Linked DNA regions of Mus musculus: region 2 is linked to region 1. Evidence: chromatin contacts called from public HiChIP or PLAC-seq data. All regions are on one chromosome and are shown on one strand. The core of a region is the stretch at or near the end of the contact, and the rest is flanking DNA. Distances in the headings are between cores, read along the strand shown.

The links. HiChIP or PLAC-seq counts read pairs in DNA pulled down with a chosen protein or histone mark.
Region 2: a contact with region 1 is called in an H3K27ac HiChIP or PLAC-seq map of differentiating embryonic stem cells, with 4 times the contacts expected there. The contact joins the promoter of Bace1 here to the enhancer-like site in region 1. A contact is called at or near these places in 4 of 39 promoter capture datasets (cranial neural crest, frontonasal cranial neural crest, hippocampal neurons and 1 more), 3 of 484 Hi-C or Micro-C datasets (cortical neurons and embryonic stem cells), 11 of 115 datasets of contacts at active chromatin or transcription factors (differentiating embryonic stem cells, embryonic basal ganglia, embryonic forebrain and 7 more) and 1 of 9 other capture datasets (embryonic stem cells).

What each region holds. Positions count from the first base shown.
Region 1 is chr9:45,298,036-45,305,948 of GRCm38.p6, forward strand. No RefSeq gene overlaps it. Among named protein-coding and RNA genes, the nearest start is that of Tmprss13, 17 kb to the right of the region's middle. Within about 2 kb of position 2,621, at least 318 of the 459 cell types and tissues checked have an H3K27ac peak or open chromatin away from gene starts, as enhancers often do. A contact at or near this core is called in cortical neurons, differentiating embryonic stem cells, forebrain and 1 more, where this site is marked.
Region 2 is chr9:45,835,317-45,843,229 of GRCm38.p6, forward strand. It overlaps Bace1 (beta-site APP cleaving enzyme 1), which reads left to right and starts at 3,229. Exons shown (of 9, transcript NM_011792.6): 1 at 3,229-3,972. The coding sequence starts at 3,712. It also overlaps the pseudogene Gm7286.

The sequences.
Region 1 (7,913 bases), core at 1,371-3,870:
AGAGCAGACTGTAGCTCAGACCACAATACCCACTGCAGCTCCTCTCCTCTCCCACACACTGACAGGCGCCCTACTGAGGGGACTTGGGGTCTACGGTTAACATATTTCCAGGTGCCAGGTTCCTCTCCTATGGAGTGTACATCACAGTGGGTATTGGTGACCCACACCCTGCTCCCCGCTCTCTCCCCAGCCTCCTGCCTGGGAATCAAAGTGCCCTGTCCAGAAACCACCACATCCTCACAAGAGATCCTACTTCTGCCATGTGAACCCAGATTCCTCTTTTCAGATCCTCTGCCATGTTGTCTGTCCCTGATTCGGGGGGGGGGGGCTGAACTCTGCTCAAAGTTCCCATAATGCTGTTGCCCGTCTGTCTCTCCAAGGAGTTAATAATTCTTCTAATAAACGTTTTACCTCCAATACTTGGTGCCAGTGCCCCCTTGAGCCTCATATTCATGTCAATCAAAACTGTCTCCAGAAACTGACCAGAGCCCCTTTAATAGAGAACCATCGGTTTATGCTGTCAGGTTTCTTTCTGTTTTCAACACAGGAATAGCTATGATGGGAATTGAAAGAAACAAGGAAGTATTTTCCATTCACACCTGGATGTTGGCATCGGGGGTTGGACAAGCATCCACCTTAAAATTCACCCAAGTGTTTCACGTGTGGTTCAGGTGCCAGCGCAGAGTCAAACCCTCCTCGCCCTCTTCAGAACCCTCTGATCTTCAGCAAGTTACTGGGTATCTTCTAGCCTCTCTCAACTATCAAGAGGGCATCACAGTGATACCTGGGGTCCAGGGCAGCCTGAGATACCCAAAGGCCAATCCTAAAGGGCACAGTGAGTGCACTGAAGGTTAATCCAAGAAATCAGCCATTCTCCAGTAACAGGCCTGGAAGAACTAGGTATCTCCTGACCTGACTATCAAACTGGCTGGGAGTGAGAGAGTACTTGTTTCCCAGAAAGACACTCACAGCTTCTCAGATCACCTCATGAAACGGAATGAAGCCCAGACAATAATGGATCAGTGGGCGTTCTGACCAGGACTGCTTAGATATGCAAGTTCCTAGCCCTCTGTTTAAATTTCAATTTCACTTTAGGGTTCTGAGATGGACTTGAAGTGGTCACTGGATCTGCCTCTTCCCAATGTGACCACAATGAGCAAATCTCCTTTCTGGTTCTCTCTATTGGTCTGGTTGGGTAGATCTATTTATCTATTGTCTTCTTGGGGTAGAGACTGTGACAGGACTGTGACCCCCCCCCATCTTTTGGTAGCAGTCCCTGCTCTTTGAGAGTCCCAGGAGATGAGCTCAGCTCGGCCCCGGAGGTGATGTCATCTGAGTCTTCTCCGGAGGGACTTCCAAGGGAGCCCTGTGTGAGTTCACTCTGCACTTCTGTTTTCAAACAGCTGCTCTCTGCTCCGGTCTCTGGGTGCCACTCTCAGTTCTCTCTTTGATTCCCACCCAAACCAACAGAGAAGCCAAGTGAAAGAGTAAAAACTCCCTTATGTATGTAATCAATCCACTGAAAACGAAGGTCCAAGGAGAAGCCAGCGTGCCTGTCTCGGGGACCTACACTCCAGCATACACAAGGACATTGCTACCTTTAAAGTCATGTTGACCACCTTGCCCCAAGGGTCTCATGGTAGCGCATCAACCCCAAAGGGACTCACTGTTCACTTCTTCCCCCTCCGTCCTCACTGTTCTCATTGGTTTGTTTTTCTAAGTGTATGAGTGCCTGGCCTGCATGTATGTCTAGTGGGCGTAATGCCCACAGAGGCCACAAGAGGGTGCCAGAGCTCCTGGAACTGGAGTTATGAACAGTTGTGGGCCACCGTATGGCTGCTGGGAATGGAACCTGGGTCTTCTGTAAGAACAAGTGCTCTTGAGCACTAAGCCATCTCTCCAGCCCCCTCTTTGTTGTCTTCCTCTGAAACCTTCTTACCATTCCCATCACCACATAGATTCTTCTACTTTCAGCTAACCACTTTGTTTCCTCTGGATCATTCATTGTTACATCCATTAGTTAATTTGTGAGTCCTCACCTGCCTCCCTCTGTCACATCTCCTGAGAGCATGGCTCTTGCCAATCTGCATACCCCAGGACACCCAAACAGATATGTGCCACCAGGACACTCTAATTTGGTCTAGTGTGGTATACCAAGTGGTACAGAAAAGGGGGACACATGAAGAGGATGCAGATCTAGAGGCAACATTGGGAAGCATTAAGTCTCAGGGACCTGAAGAGTGGCATCGGCTTCCCCAACACCTCACTGGCAAAGCACTGAATTAATTTAGAAAGGATCCCTTAGAGAACTCCGAAAAGTCCGTGAAGATGACAAGATGATGTTTCTTCAAGAGGATGCTCAGGGAAAAGGTCAAAGTGAGAAAATTATAGAGGAAGTGGACTGGGAAGAGGGGTGTCTCGTACTGGGAGCTACAGGGTATGAGGCAACTGAGGAAAACCGGTACTGGGGGTAGCCAGGAGGTGGAAGGAGCAGAGAGCTTTTCCGAATGCTGTCACTAGGTGGCGCCCGAAGACAGAAACTGGAAGGCAGGACATTCACGCGAGCGTGCAGATTCTCCAAGTCACTTCCCCGGAAATGACTCAGCAGGGATGACTTCAGCAGGTGGGGTTCTTCCGCTTGCGACCCAGGCTGCACGACGTTACATCAGGCACTGGGTGCAGAGGAAGTGGGCTTCTCATTTCATTCACGGAGTACCCACTCTTCACTCATCATCAGTCCAGTCCGGGTTCTTTTGTATCTGGGCAATGTCGTGAGAGCATCTGACTGATCCCTGCACGGAACAACGTGAAGTAAATGGATGACAGAGTGGAAAACACTCTAAGCCAGCCCAGCCCAGCCTCGCTCACAGTTCTAGCGCATGCTCTCTCTCCTCTGAAACCAGGCATCACTAGTCAACTTCACCCTGTGCCTGGCATTTATGACACACTGCCCTACAGACTGAGTCCATATCTTATCTCCCTGACTGTGGAATGTAGCATGTGCTGGTCATATCTCATTAATCACTTTTATCTCATGAACATCCCTCCCCAACACTCAGCATAATATCTGGACCACTGGCCTGTTTGGTAAAGATCTGATGATGATGGTGGTGATAATAAAGGGGGAGGAGGAAGAAGCAGAGGATGGAGGAGGAAGAGGAAGAAGAGGAGGAGGAGGTGGAGGAAGAAGAAACCATAGGCCATCGCCAATGAGGTAGTTACTTGCCTAGCAAGTCCTACACATCATAGATATTAACGATGACAAAGGTCACTGGAGCAGGGAGGGGAGGTGCCTGGGCTGGCTGTGAGGGTACTCAGCAGCTCTACTCCCAGCATCATATCTTAGGCAGGAAGTGGTACAGAGAATCCCCATAGCAAGGCCTTTACCACCCCCATTGCTAACAGAGCAGTTTGGGTCCTACTGGACTACGACTCCATCATTATATCCTACTGGGCTGCAGTCTCGTAATAGAGGAATGCAAGGCCTAAAAATCAGTATTGAGACGTCCAAGATACCTGCCATCTGTGCAACACTGAGTCTGCACCTCTGTCTACACAGTAGCTGTTGTGCTTTATAAAAGAGAGCCAGGATATGTTTGATAGAACCAAGTATGGTACAGTGGGAGGGGGCCTTGGTGGGCCTGTGCTGTGACATCCCTTCTCTCTGAGGTACCAGCCATAGGACAGGTATAGTGTGGACAGAGTTTATTTATGCGTGGGAAGGGGGGTTGGGAAGGGAGTAGAGACAGAGAAAGACAGGGGGTAGAGGGAGAAGGAGAAAGGGGTCAGCGAGAGAAGAGAGTCAGGGGTGGGGGCAGAGTGAGCAAGGAGCGACCAAACAAAGTCTTTAAGAACAAGCCAGGCCTACCTGGCTGTTGCTAGGTAACTGTTGGGCGGAGCCTAGAAGGAATGCTAACAGGGGCCATGCCACTGTACCCCATTGTGTACTTTCCAGTTCAAGGCGAGGGTAGGCGGTGTGAATGTGCATGCTGATAGCTGACCAGGGCCAGAGGGGGAAGGAGGAGGTGGTTACCAAAAATACCCGGATACAAGGCTTGCTCAAGCCCAGCCGTCTGTACAGGCAGCTTCCTAAGTTTGAGGCTGGAGATCTCATCCTTTACCAATCCGATGCCATCTTTTGGGCTTACTTTACTATTAAAACGGATAATGAGGCAGAGACAGGCGGATTTCTGAGTTCGAGGTCAGCCTGGTCTACCAAATGAATTTCAGGACAGCCAGGGCTATACAGAGAAACCCTGTCTTGAAAAAAAAAACAAAAAACAAAAAAAAAAAAACAAAACAAAAACAAAAACAAAAACAAAAACAAAAAACAAAAAAAAAACCAAAAACCTGATAATGAGATTCAATAAGGAAAGCTAAAGTGGACCTGGCCTCTGTCCTTGCTGAGGCTTTGGTCGTCCTTAGCTATGTAGTTAGAGACAGTCTGAGCTACATGACTCTGTCTCGAAATTACCACATACCGTGAAGTACATAGTTGTGGCTATGGTAAGTGCTTCACGGGAGAGGCATCTGCCACATGAAGGCGTGTTGTAGGAAGATTTAGACAGGACAGGGCCCCCTTCGACCCCACAGAACTCGGAAATTGTATAGAAACAGGTGTCTGTGCCAAGCCATATATGGCCTCAATGGAGCCCACCTGTTGCCACACTGATCTATGTCCCTGGAGGAGCAAACTGACAAACCTCCTTGTAACTGATCTTTGAAGATGTCCTGTCCAGAGGGCAGCTAGACAGAAAAGATCTACATGCTAAGTATTTAACAGCCAGACACTCAACTTGTAGTCCACAACTCACCGTTCATGCATTCCGCCATCTTAAGTGGGAAAAGACATATGAGATGAACAACTTGTCCCAGTTCCTGGGACTGTCCCCGTGTCAGCATTGAAAGCACCATCTTCTAGTGAGTTCTTCTGAGTTTTTTTGAGACCGGTCTCTGTAATTCAAGCTGGTCTGAAACTCACTATGTAGCCTAGGTTAGCCCCCCAAACTTGAGATCCTCCTGCCTCCACCTCTTAAGAGCTGGAATCATGGACATGTACCACCATGCCTGGCCATCATCAAGTTATTGAATGTTGCCAGGTGATACTCTGCGAGGCTGGGACTAGGATCCATTGTCCTAGGTCATCTCTGTGTCTGGTGGCACCTTCATGCACAGAATCCTAGTTCATTTACTGCCTGGTTCCAGGCCTAGGCTGAGTAGCTATTCTTACAGGTGACATGGCATAGGCTTCTCTGTTCTTTTCCTCTCCTTTGCTTCTCATTTGATCTTTCTACCTCGGGTTGCTGATATGCCCAACCCTGACTCCTTTTGTCAGTGCTCCCTAGGCCCAGTTCAGTCAAAAATGTCTCCAGTTCAGTCAAAAATGTCTCACCTCTGGCCAGAGCATCCCCTGACAGCCCCTCTGACACCTCACAAGCGAAATGTTTGGGGTGGTGTCTGCGATAGTGCATAGCCTAGAGAGATGGCTCAGCAGTGGAGAGCATTGCCGCTCATCCAGAGGATCTGATTCCTAGCCCCTCATCAAGGGCCTAGTGGATATGTAGGTAGCACAACAGATTTAGAAAACAGTTCCGTGGGTTGATGAGCCTCCCACAACTCCAGCTTCAGGGGATCGCACTGTTTTCTGGCTTTTGTGAGCACCCAAACATATACAGCATGTTTGCACACCTACAAATTATACACATACACATACACACACACACACACACACACACACACACACACACACACACACACACACACACATATATACACATATACATTAGAAAAGGTCTTTGGAGACATATCCCAGTGCCGTGTTCAGGTACCCCTCCTTACTTTCTTCAGCGAGACATTTTTCAGTTGACCTGAGTGTCTGTAGGTTCTGCCATAAAACCTGTGGCTGCTTGAAAAACCCTCCTTTCAGTCCAGTCTTGGAGTTAGAGGTTGGGGTTCGGCTTGCTCCATACCAGGCCTCTACTCCACCTACACTATAGGATACCATTTCTAAACCATCTCAGTGCTGAGGAGGGCTAAACTCAGAACACGGAAGAATGTTCCAGATTATTCTAGGGCTCCCCAACCAAGAGCTCCAGTCCTGGTTCAGTCAGTCCGTGCTTGAAAAAAACAATAAAGTACTTTACTGGACCAAAGAATGTCTTTCCAACAAATGATGGCCCAATAATAAATACTGAGGATGAAAAAAAAATGGCCTTTACCTTACCCCATACATAAGCAGTAACCTACACTAGACCGTTGTGTGATTGATAGTGACAGTCACCTTGACTAGAATCGTCTGGGCCACAAGCTTTTGGGCACTCTGGTGAACATTGCCTAGATTAGATCAGCTTCCAGTTTAGGGACAATCTAGAAAAGGTTAACTGAGGTGGAAGACTCCCCCATGTGTGTAGCATGGGCTGGGGTCATCAGCTGAGGAAAGGAGGAAAATGACCAGGGCGCTCGCCATTCTCTCCTGACAGGTGCCGCGATGGACTCGCTGCCTGGAGTACCTGACACAAGGATTTCCCAGCCTGGAGTACCTGACACAAGGATTTCCCAGCCTGGAGTACCCGACACAAGGATCCCTGCTGGGACGGACTTTAACCTTGAACCTTGACTCTCCTTTCTTAACTTGCTTTTGTAGGAACAGGAAAATCGATTACATAATCATAGTTTTATACTCCAAAGATGAATTCTAGTGGATGACAGCAGGGAAATGTCTTCATCAAGCAACGGCCTTTAGATAAATCATGAGAAATACAAATTATAATAAGAAGTGATACATTGCTTTTCATGGAAAGAAAAATCACCCTTTAGATGGCACTTTCTTGGAACTGCGGAAGTCACAGATTGAAAGAAAACATTCGAAAAAATGTATCTTCAGATATTGAGAGTATGTTAAAGGTGTCAGTATGTATAAAGAATTCATCACTCAAAAGTAAAGAGATAAAAACGAAGGAGAGGGTAAAATTCTTACTACCACCTAACCAAAGAGATGCACTCAGTGTTTATAGGAATCAAAAAGACCCAAATGGAGACCACACACAATGCTCTGTGCGTCCAGTGCCGGTGGTAACGAGAACAGCAGCAGCAGCAGGCTTTTGTGACAATGAACAGCCACCACCGCTCTCCTCCTCTATCGCTGGTGGGTAAGGAGATAGCACAACCACTTTACAAGAACAGTTGACTGGGTCAGTGAGATGACTCAGTGGGTAAAGACGCTAGCTGCCAAGATGGAGAGCTGGAGTTGGATCCCCAGAAGCCTCATGGGTGGAAGAAGAGAACCAACTCCCTCAAGTTGTCTTCTGACTTCCGCACGCATGCCTCAGCATGCATGTGCCCACACGCAGACACACTAACTAACTGTAACAAAAATAAAAGTAATGGCTTAGTATTTCTTCTAAAGTCAACAAAACACCATATGACTGACTAATTCTACTTCTAGGTATTTGTGTAAGAGAAAGGAAAGCATCCGTCTCTACAACAATGTATCTGTTTCCAGAAGCCTTATTCCTCATAGCTCCAAGTAGGAAAGAACCGAATGTCAATCACTTGATAAAGAGCAAACAAATTGTAACACTTATACATAGTAGCACACCACCATCAGTAAAAAAGAAGTGAAGGACCGCTCAGGCCAGCGGGAACTCAAATCTAAAGCATGATGAATAGAAGAAGCCACACTTGAAGGAGTGCAGGCTGGAGGCAGTAAGTGTCTTCCATGGCATTCCATAAATGAGACTTAGAAACAAAAGTGTGTTGAGGGCTAGAGGGTGGCCCAAGACTGACTGTGGACGTTTGGAGTTATGAAAACGCTGTGTGCGTTAAGGGCAGTAATGGTATACAACTGTCAGTATCTGTTGACAGTCATCAGTGTGAAAACTTTTTAAAAGTGAATTTTTGATGGGAATTATACA
Region 2 (7,913 bases), core at 1,979-4,478, 540 kb after region 1:
TCTCTGCCCCTCCCAAATGCTGAAATCAATTTTTCTCACCTTACTGAATTGACCAGGCTTTGTAGACTCTGTCGGGGAGAGGGCTGAGGATGCCTGGCATGGCAGCGGCTCACGCCTGCAATCCCACCTGGTACTCGGGAGGCAGAAGTAGGAGAGTCGCTGAAGATTTGAAGCCAGCGAGGCTCCAGAATGAGTTGCAGGACAGCCAGGGCTATAGAATGAGATATTGGAAAGAGCAAGTGAGAATGACCCCCCCCCCCCTTTCTTGATTAACTTCACTGGTAACACACCTGTTTTCTCCTTTTTGGGTGCTGGGGTTGCACAGAGAGCTTTATACCTGCTGTACCTACATGCTTTACCACAGAGCCACACCCCCAGCCCTCAGCTTCTTTTTTTTTGGTGGGGGGGGGGGGTGTGCAGCGAACTTTATTGATGGTATTCAAGAGAGTAGGGAGGGCTCCCTAGGCCCCTCCTGTTATTATGGGCGTCTGGGGTGGAAATTGTGAGGGAGATGCTCAGTGTTGGGGCCAAGTTGGGATAGGGACTCCTCAGCAACAGAGGGCCTCTCTCTTGCTCTCAGTGTCCTTGCTGGGGTGGGTGGTCCAGGGTTTCTTACTCCTTGGAGGCCATGTAGGTCATGAGGTCCACCACCCTGTTGCTGTAGCCGTGTTCATTGTCACACCAGGAAATGAGCTTGACAAAGTTGTCATTGAGAGCAGTGCCAGCCCCGGAATCAAAGGTGGAGGAGTGGGAGTTGCTGTTGAAGTTGCAGGAGACAACCTGATCCTCAATGTAGCCCAAGATGCCCTTTAGAGGGCCCTCAGATGCCTGCTTCACCACCTTCTTGATGTCATCATACTTGGCAGGTTTCTCCAAGCGGCATGTCAGATCCACGATGGACACATTGAAGGTAGGAACACGGAAGGCCATGTCAGTGAGCTTCCCATTCAGCTCTGGGATGACCTTGCCCACAGCCTTGGCAGCATCAGTGGATGCAGGGATGATTTTCTGGGCAGCCCCACAGCCATCACGCCACAGCTTTCCAGAGGGGCCATTCACAGTCTTCTGGGTGGCAATGATGGCATGAACCGTGGTCATGAGCCCTTCCACAATGCCAAAGTTGTCATGGATGACTTGGCCAGGGGGGCTAAGCAGTTGGTGGTGCAGGATGCATTGCTGACAATCTTGAGTGAGTTGTCATATTTCTCATGGTTCACATCCATCACAAACATGAGGGCATTGGCAGAAGGGATGGAGATGATGACCCTTTTGGCTCCACCCTTCAAGTGGGCCCCGGCCTTCTCCATGGTGGTGAAGACGCCAGTAGACTCCACAACATACTCAGCACAGGCCTTACCCCATTTGATGTTAGCGGGGTCTCGCTCCTGTAAGATCGTGATGGGCTTCCCATTGATGACAAGCTTCCCATTCTCAGCCTTGACTGTGCCATTGAATTTGCCGTGGGTGGAGTCAGACTGGAACACGTAGACCATGTAGTTGAGGTCAATGAAGGGGTCGTTGATGGCAACAATCTCCACTTTGCCATGTGGAGAGCAGATGGCAGCCCTGGTGACCAGGCGCCCAATACGGCCAAATCCGTTCACACCAACCTTCACCATTTTGTTTACGGGACGAGCCAGGCACTGCACAAGAAGAAGCGTCTGTCTCTGGAACAGGGAGGAGCAGAGAGCCCCTCAGCTTCTTTATTTAAGATGTTTCCTTCTAGTTTACCTTTTTTTTTCCTAATCAGAATGACTGCTGTATTTTATCGAGGGCTTTCCACCTCTGATAAATGATATGATGACACAGTCACACAGTTTTAAGCTATCAGGGCCCCAAAGCTCTTCATCTCAATGAGTATGCTGGAATGTCTCCCAGTGATATACCAATTTGAGAGCAACTGATCCTCACTCTGACTGATGGGAAGTAATCAGATGGGTCATGAGGATTCGTGACAGGAAACCATCAAAGACACAAACGGGCCGGGGGGTGGTGGCACACGCCTTTAATCCCAGCACTTGGGAGGTAGAGGCAGGCGGATTTCTGAGTTCGAGGCCAGCCTGGTCTACAGAGTGAGTTCCAGGACAGCCAGGGCTATACAGAGAAACCCTGTCTCCAAAACAAACAAACAAAAGAAAGACAAAGGGATTCAGGCATAGAAGAGGTGGCCACCTCATAGCTGGGGCAGGTTAAATGCTCTGAACAGAAGAGGCGGCAGGTCTCCCTGTCGGATCCCAGTGACTGGTTTGTTGACTGGAATACTCTCGTCCCTTTCACCTTGCTCCTCCAGCCTCTGCTCCTGAAAACACTTCCAATTTTAAGGTCACCTCTTCTAGATTGCCCATTTTTTGTTTCTTTTTTGAGGCAGAGTTTCTCTATGCAGTCCTGGCTGTCCTAGAACTACCTATGTAGAACAAACTGCCCTTGAATTTACAGAAATTCTCCTGCTGAGATTAAAGGCAGGTGCCTCAACATCCGGGGTATACCCCCAAATTTTGTTTTATTTTATTTTATTTATTGATTTTTATTTTATTCTTTTTTTTCTTTTTTTTTTTTTTTTTTTTTTTTTTTTTGGTTTTCGAGACAGGGCTTCTCTGTGTAGCCCTGGCTGTCCTGGAACTCACTCTGTAGACCAGGCTGGCCTGGAACTCAGAAATCCGCCTGCCTCTACCTCCTAAGTGCTGGGATTAAAGGCGTGCGCCACCACGCCCAGCTCTATTTATTGGTTTTTTGAGGCAGGTTTCCAGCTTACCCCAAAATTCTTAACATCACACTGTGGCAAGAATCACAGTTCTCCCCGGTTAATCTCTTTTTGGGATCTGTGCTTCTTTTTCTACTCCTGTGCAGGGGTAAAGTGGCTGGCATGCATGACAGGGTGCGCACGGGGGTGTGGGGGGGTGTTAACCAATGCTGATTCAGGAAAGTGAGGCAGGAGAATTGCATCAAAGTTGAAGCTAGCCTAGACTACACTGTATGTTTGCAGGACCCTGTACCCTAAATAAATAAATAAATAAATAAATAAATAAATAAATAAATAATGAAAGAAGGACTAGCAGATGAGAAGTGTATGATATTGGTTCCTTCTTGCTCTGCTAGAGCTAAGGAAATGCTTTCCCGCTAGGGTCTTGCAGAGTGAACTCCATCTCGGCAGAGGGCATCCCAGACCCCTTTCAGCTCCGGAAGCTGGGCTGTCTGCCATGGGAAGACTACACTTCCCAGAGATCCCAGGGAAAAGCAAAAACCCTTTGGCTTTGACAGCCACCGCCACAAGCCTTTCCGCCTCCCCAGCCTGCCTAGGTGCTGGGAGCTGGGAGCTGGATTATGGTGGCCTGAGCAGCCGACGCAGCCGTAGGAGCCCGGAGTCCCTGTCGGTCCCCAAGCTGCAAAGCCCGCCTGGAAGACCCCGAAAGCTACGGGCTCGGATAGCCATGCCCGCCCCTCCCAGCCCCACAAGGGGCCCGATCCCCCCGCTGGCGGCCGGCGTCCAGATGTAGCTGGGTCCCCTGGATCGCCATCGTCGTCTCCTCTCGTGCGCTACGGATTTCTCCTGCCCACTCTCCGCCGCCTGGACCGGGAACTGAGCGAGGGGCCTGCAGACTCTGCAGTCCTGATGCCGCCGAGGCCGCTCTCCTGAGAGAAGCCACCACCACCCAGACTTAGGGGCAGGCAAGAGGGACAGTCACCAACCGGACCACAAGGCCCGGGCTCACTATGGCCCCAGCGCTGCACTGGCTCCTGCTATGGGTGGGCTCGGGAATGCTGCCTGCCCAGGGAACCCATCTCGGCATCCGGCTGCCCCTTCGCAGCGGCCTGGCAGGGCCACCCCTGGGCCTGAGGCTGCCCCGGGAGACCGACGAGGAATCGGAGGAGCCTGGCCGGAGAGGCAGCTTTGTGGAGATGGTGGACAACCTGAGGGGAAAGTCCGGCCAGGGCTACTATGTGGAGATGACCGTAGGCAGCCCCCCACAGACGGTAAGGTGGTCAGATCTAGCAACCCTCCTTCATGCATGGTAGAGGGGTGATAGGGTAGAGATGAAGCAGCCTGCCCTGATAAAATGGTTTGTTTAGTGGGTGCAGAATGACCGCCCGCTCCTATTCCTCCAGGATCCGGTTGGGAGTAGCCTTTCCATTTCCCGCCCCCTCTCACTGGCATCCAAGCCCCAGGACTGACTACTCACCTCTCACTCCCACTGCCCCATCCCCCCACGCCCAAGAAAGCACTTCAGTGGTGGCTGACCCTGGGGAAGGGCCAGGCACGGGGACACTGTAACAGGTGTCAGTGGCCGGAGTCTCTCATATTCCATCTCCACACTCTCCCCTACTCTAGTGTTGCGGGGGGGGGGGGGGTATCTAAGATCCCCACCTTCATCTTCTTGAGAACCCAAAATCCTGGCACCAGTTGGATCAATCAGCCCCTTACTCTAAGTCTGGGCTGCCATAAGCCAACAAAGTGAGAGTCTTAGTAACATCCATGTAGCCTCCAAGTCCCAATAGACTCTGGCTTCCCCTAGTCCCTTCCTCCTTTATCCCAACCCCCACTCTCTACACTCTAGCTCCTCCCCCACCCATGCCTCAGAACATGGCCAGAAGAGAGCTGTACTGAGTCTGAGAAAGATAAGCCTAGGGGAGCCAGAAACCCCTTGCAAGGGTTCTGAGACGGATGGGCACACAGCCATGGGAAGGGACTTCTCCCTGTCTTTTCCCGTCTTTTCCAACAGTTTCCAAGGTACCTGGGGTGGCTGGTGGAGGTTGTGTCCTCTACCTGTGCTGACTGGGAGTGTGGGCTTGAGTCAGCTATGGCCCATGTGGGGTTGCTGGCTGACCTCTCTGAGTGCATCTGCCACCTCCGTGGGCGAGTCTGGGTACTGGTTGGTGGCAGTGTGATTCTGCGTGTGCTTCTGTGTGTCACCTTGAGTCTGATCCTGTGTATCTCTGTGAGCTACCCTCAGTGGCTCCGGACCGTGTCCACAAAGCTTGTCCACGGAGGGTGTGGAAAGATGGGAGTGTGTGCGCTGGGGTCAGGGAGGAGACAGTCACACTTCCTTTCACTCAGGCAGTTGGATATGGGAGAACCACAGACCCCTGCTTTCTTGTTACTTGCTGGGTCTATACCACTCAAGCTTGCTTTGGGAGCTCTGAAGTCCTGGTCTCCCCCACTCACCCCTCCTCTTTGCTGTACACCATAACTTCCCAGAAGTCGTATGGAATCCGGGGGTCGGAGCCAAGTCAGAGCTAGAGTTCAGTCTGAGCCAAGAGAAGGTAAGATGTCAGGGAAGGGGACATGTGGAGACGTGGGACTCTAGTGACGTGCTGTGCAACTGCACAGATCTGTGATAAAGCCACAAGGACTTTAGGGTCAGACAGGCTAGAATCTGGGGGTCTGCCTAGCACCCTAGCCTTCCCTTTTCCCAGCAGTGTGACCTTAAGCAACTTATATAACTCTTGTTGGCTATTGCCTTCTCTTCAAAACATGGGAAATGGGGCCTCCTTTGCAAGACAATTGTGAGGATTAAATGAAACCACGTAGGGGACCATGCCTAGAAGAAATCCCTGGGTTAATTGACCTCCAATAAATATTACCTCCTTCTCCTTAACTGGCCTGGCCACTTCTGCCTCTTCTGTGCTATGCAATGAAGCATAAAATCTGGACCGTGTTGAGTATATTTAGTACATACTTCCCTGGTCCCCTGAGATGCAATGTAGGTGCTCCAGCCCAGCCCTTGGCAGAGAGTAGCTGTTGAGGGCTAGTCAGTGCCCTCCCCTCCCAGCTAGAAGTCAGAGCAGGGGGCTGGAGGTCACACACTAGCCCTGGGAACCCTGAGTAGAGGCACTCTGTGGTTGCACGTGCCTCTGATCCCGACCCTGTTCCAGCCAGCCTCGGCTCTGTGGCTATTTTGTTCCTTCCCTCAGCAGCCTGTGAGAAGGATGAGCCTTCTTCTTACCCAACGGGGCTATCAGAAGCAGTGAAATGGGATGGAGGGTGGCAGAGTTCTATGAACACAAACCTCTGGAATTTGGAGGGTTACTGCCCATGCTTGGTGGTCTAATCTACAAAACAATGGAAGACACACCTCTGCATGAAAGGCTTTAAAAAGGAAGTAAAATGTAAGTACTCCTTTGACAAAAGTGATGCTCTGTAGATTCTTATCTTTAGAACCCGCTAAACATGTAAATTCTCATGATCCCACCCCAGAGTCTGGGAGTCTGCAGGTCTTAAGGCTGAGAAGCACCGATCTATGAGGAGAAATAATGATGCCAAAGGTAGAGTTGGCTCAAGGGACTTGATGGAGTATGTGTTCATTGAGTGAGGTCCTGGAGGGTGGAAAGGAATGGGGCCATCCTAGCCAGGACCTGGCGCTTCTCCCAACACACCGTAATTGCTTCTCACTTGCTCCCCACTCTGGCCCAGAGACTATGAGAAACGAGAGACGAATGAGTTGTGTGTTTGAGCTTATGTGTGTTTGTTCAGGAGACAAGTGAAAGCCAGGCCAGTTGATACTGCAGGGTTATGCTGAGACCAGATCAATTTAGGTAAATAAAACGGAGCCCAACTGTCAAAAAGCCTTAAATGTCAGGCTATATGGTTTGGACTTCGGCTCTGAGGGGGGAAATTGAGATCATTTGTACTGGAGAATGATATGAAGCAAGCAAGCAGACGTCTGAATCTTAGGGAGAGTGGAATATAGAGCTACGGGAGACGCGAAGCTCACTTTCTGTGGAGAAGGCGTGAGGTTGCGGTAAGAGGGAGAGAGAAAGGAGGCCAGGATGCAAGGAATGTCACAAAACAGGCGAGCAGGCTGGGGACATCGTGTGGAGGGTGGAGAAGAAGGAAGGCATCAGAGGTAACTTGGTGATTCTGACATGGCGTAAGTTGAAATGGACCATTGGTGGACCAGGATACAGGGCAGGAGGGCATGGTTGGTATACACACTTGTTTTATTTTAATTCAGTGTGCATATCTTTGTTTGTTCTGGTTTGTTTGTTTTGCTGCATCCCTCACTCCTACCCCTTGCTATGTAGCCCCTGGCTAGACACAATTCATGAGCCTTCTGCCAAAGCCTTTAGCATGGTGGGACTAGAAGTGTACGCCATCACACCCAGCTTCTTCTTTTGTTCTGTTGCTTGGCTTAAGACAGGTCCTCACTGTGTAGCCCTGGCTGATCTGAATTTACCATGTAGACATGCTAGCCTCAAACTCCAAAAGATCCACCTGCCTCTGCCTCCCTAGTGCTAGAATTAAGGCTGTGTGCCACCAAGCCCAGTTTACTTGGTTCTTTGTTTATTTGTTCTTTCTTTCTGCGATCATGTATATGTATATGAGTATGTATATGCATGTATACAAACACACATATAGACGCTCTACATTATTCATAGCTTTCAGAAGGAAAAACAGGCTCTGAAAGGTAAACCCTTGGTCACGTGCTGTGTCAGTAAGCTGAGGCCCTCCCTACTTTACCCTTTGTTCTCCTACAATGGTATTGTCTTGAATAGCCTGTTGAGAGCATCCCTCTGCTGTGATGTCTCCCCTACAGTTGTGTAGTGTGCTATGACTATTTTTGTTTCCTTCATCAAACTTCAAGCTCTTGGGACTAGGGATGTAGTCTAGTGGTAGCACACTAGCCTAGCAAGCACATGGCTCTAGGCTCATTCCTCAGCACCACACAACTTTAAGTTCATTTTTTATTAATTAATTAATTAATTAGTGTGTGCATATACCACAAACTGCATGTGGAGGTTAGAAGACAGTCTGGAGGATTCTCCCTTTCTACCGTGTGGGTTCCAGGGTCTGAACTCAGCTTGGCAGGTGTAGCTGCAAGTACCTTCCCCCACTGAGCCACCTCACCAACCCAAAAGCTCATATTCTAATATGTATGATAATTTCTAGCTCAGACATCTGCTGAGTGAATGAATCC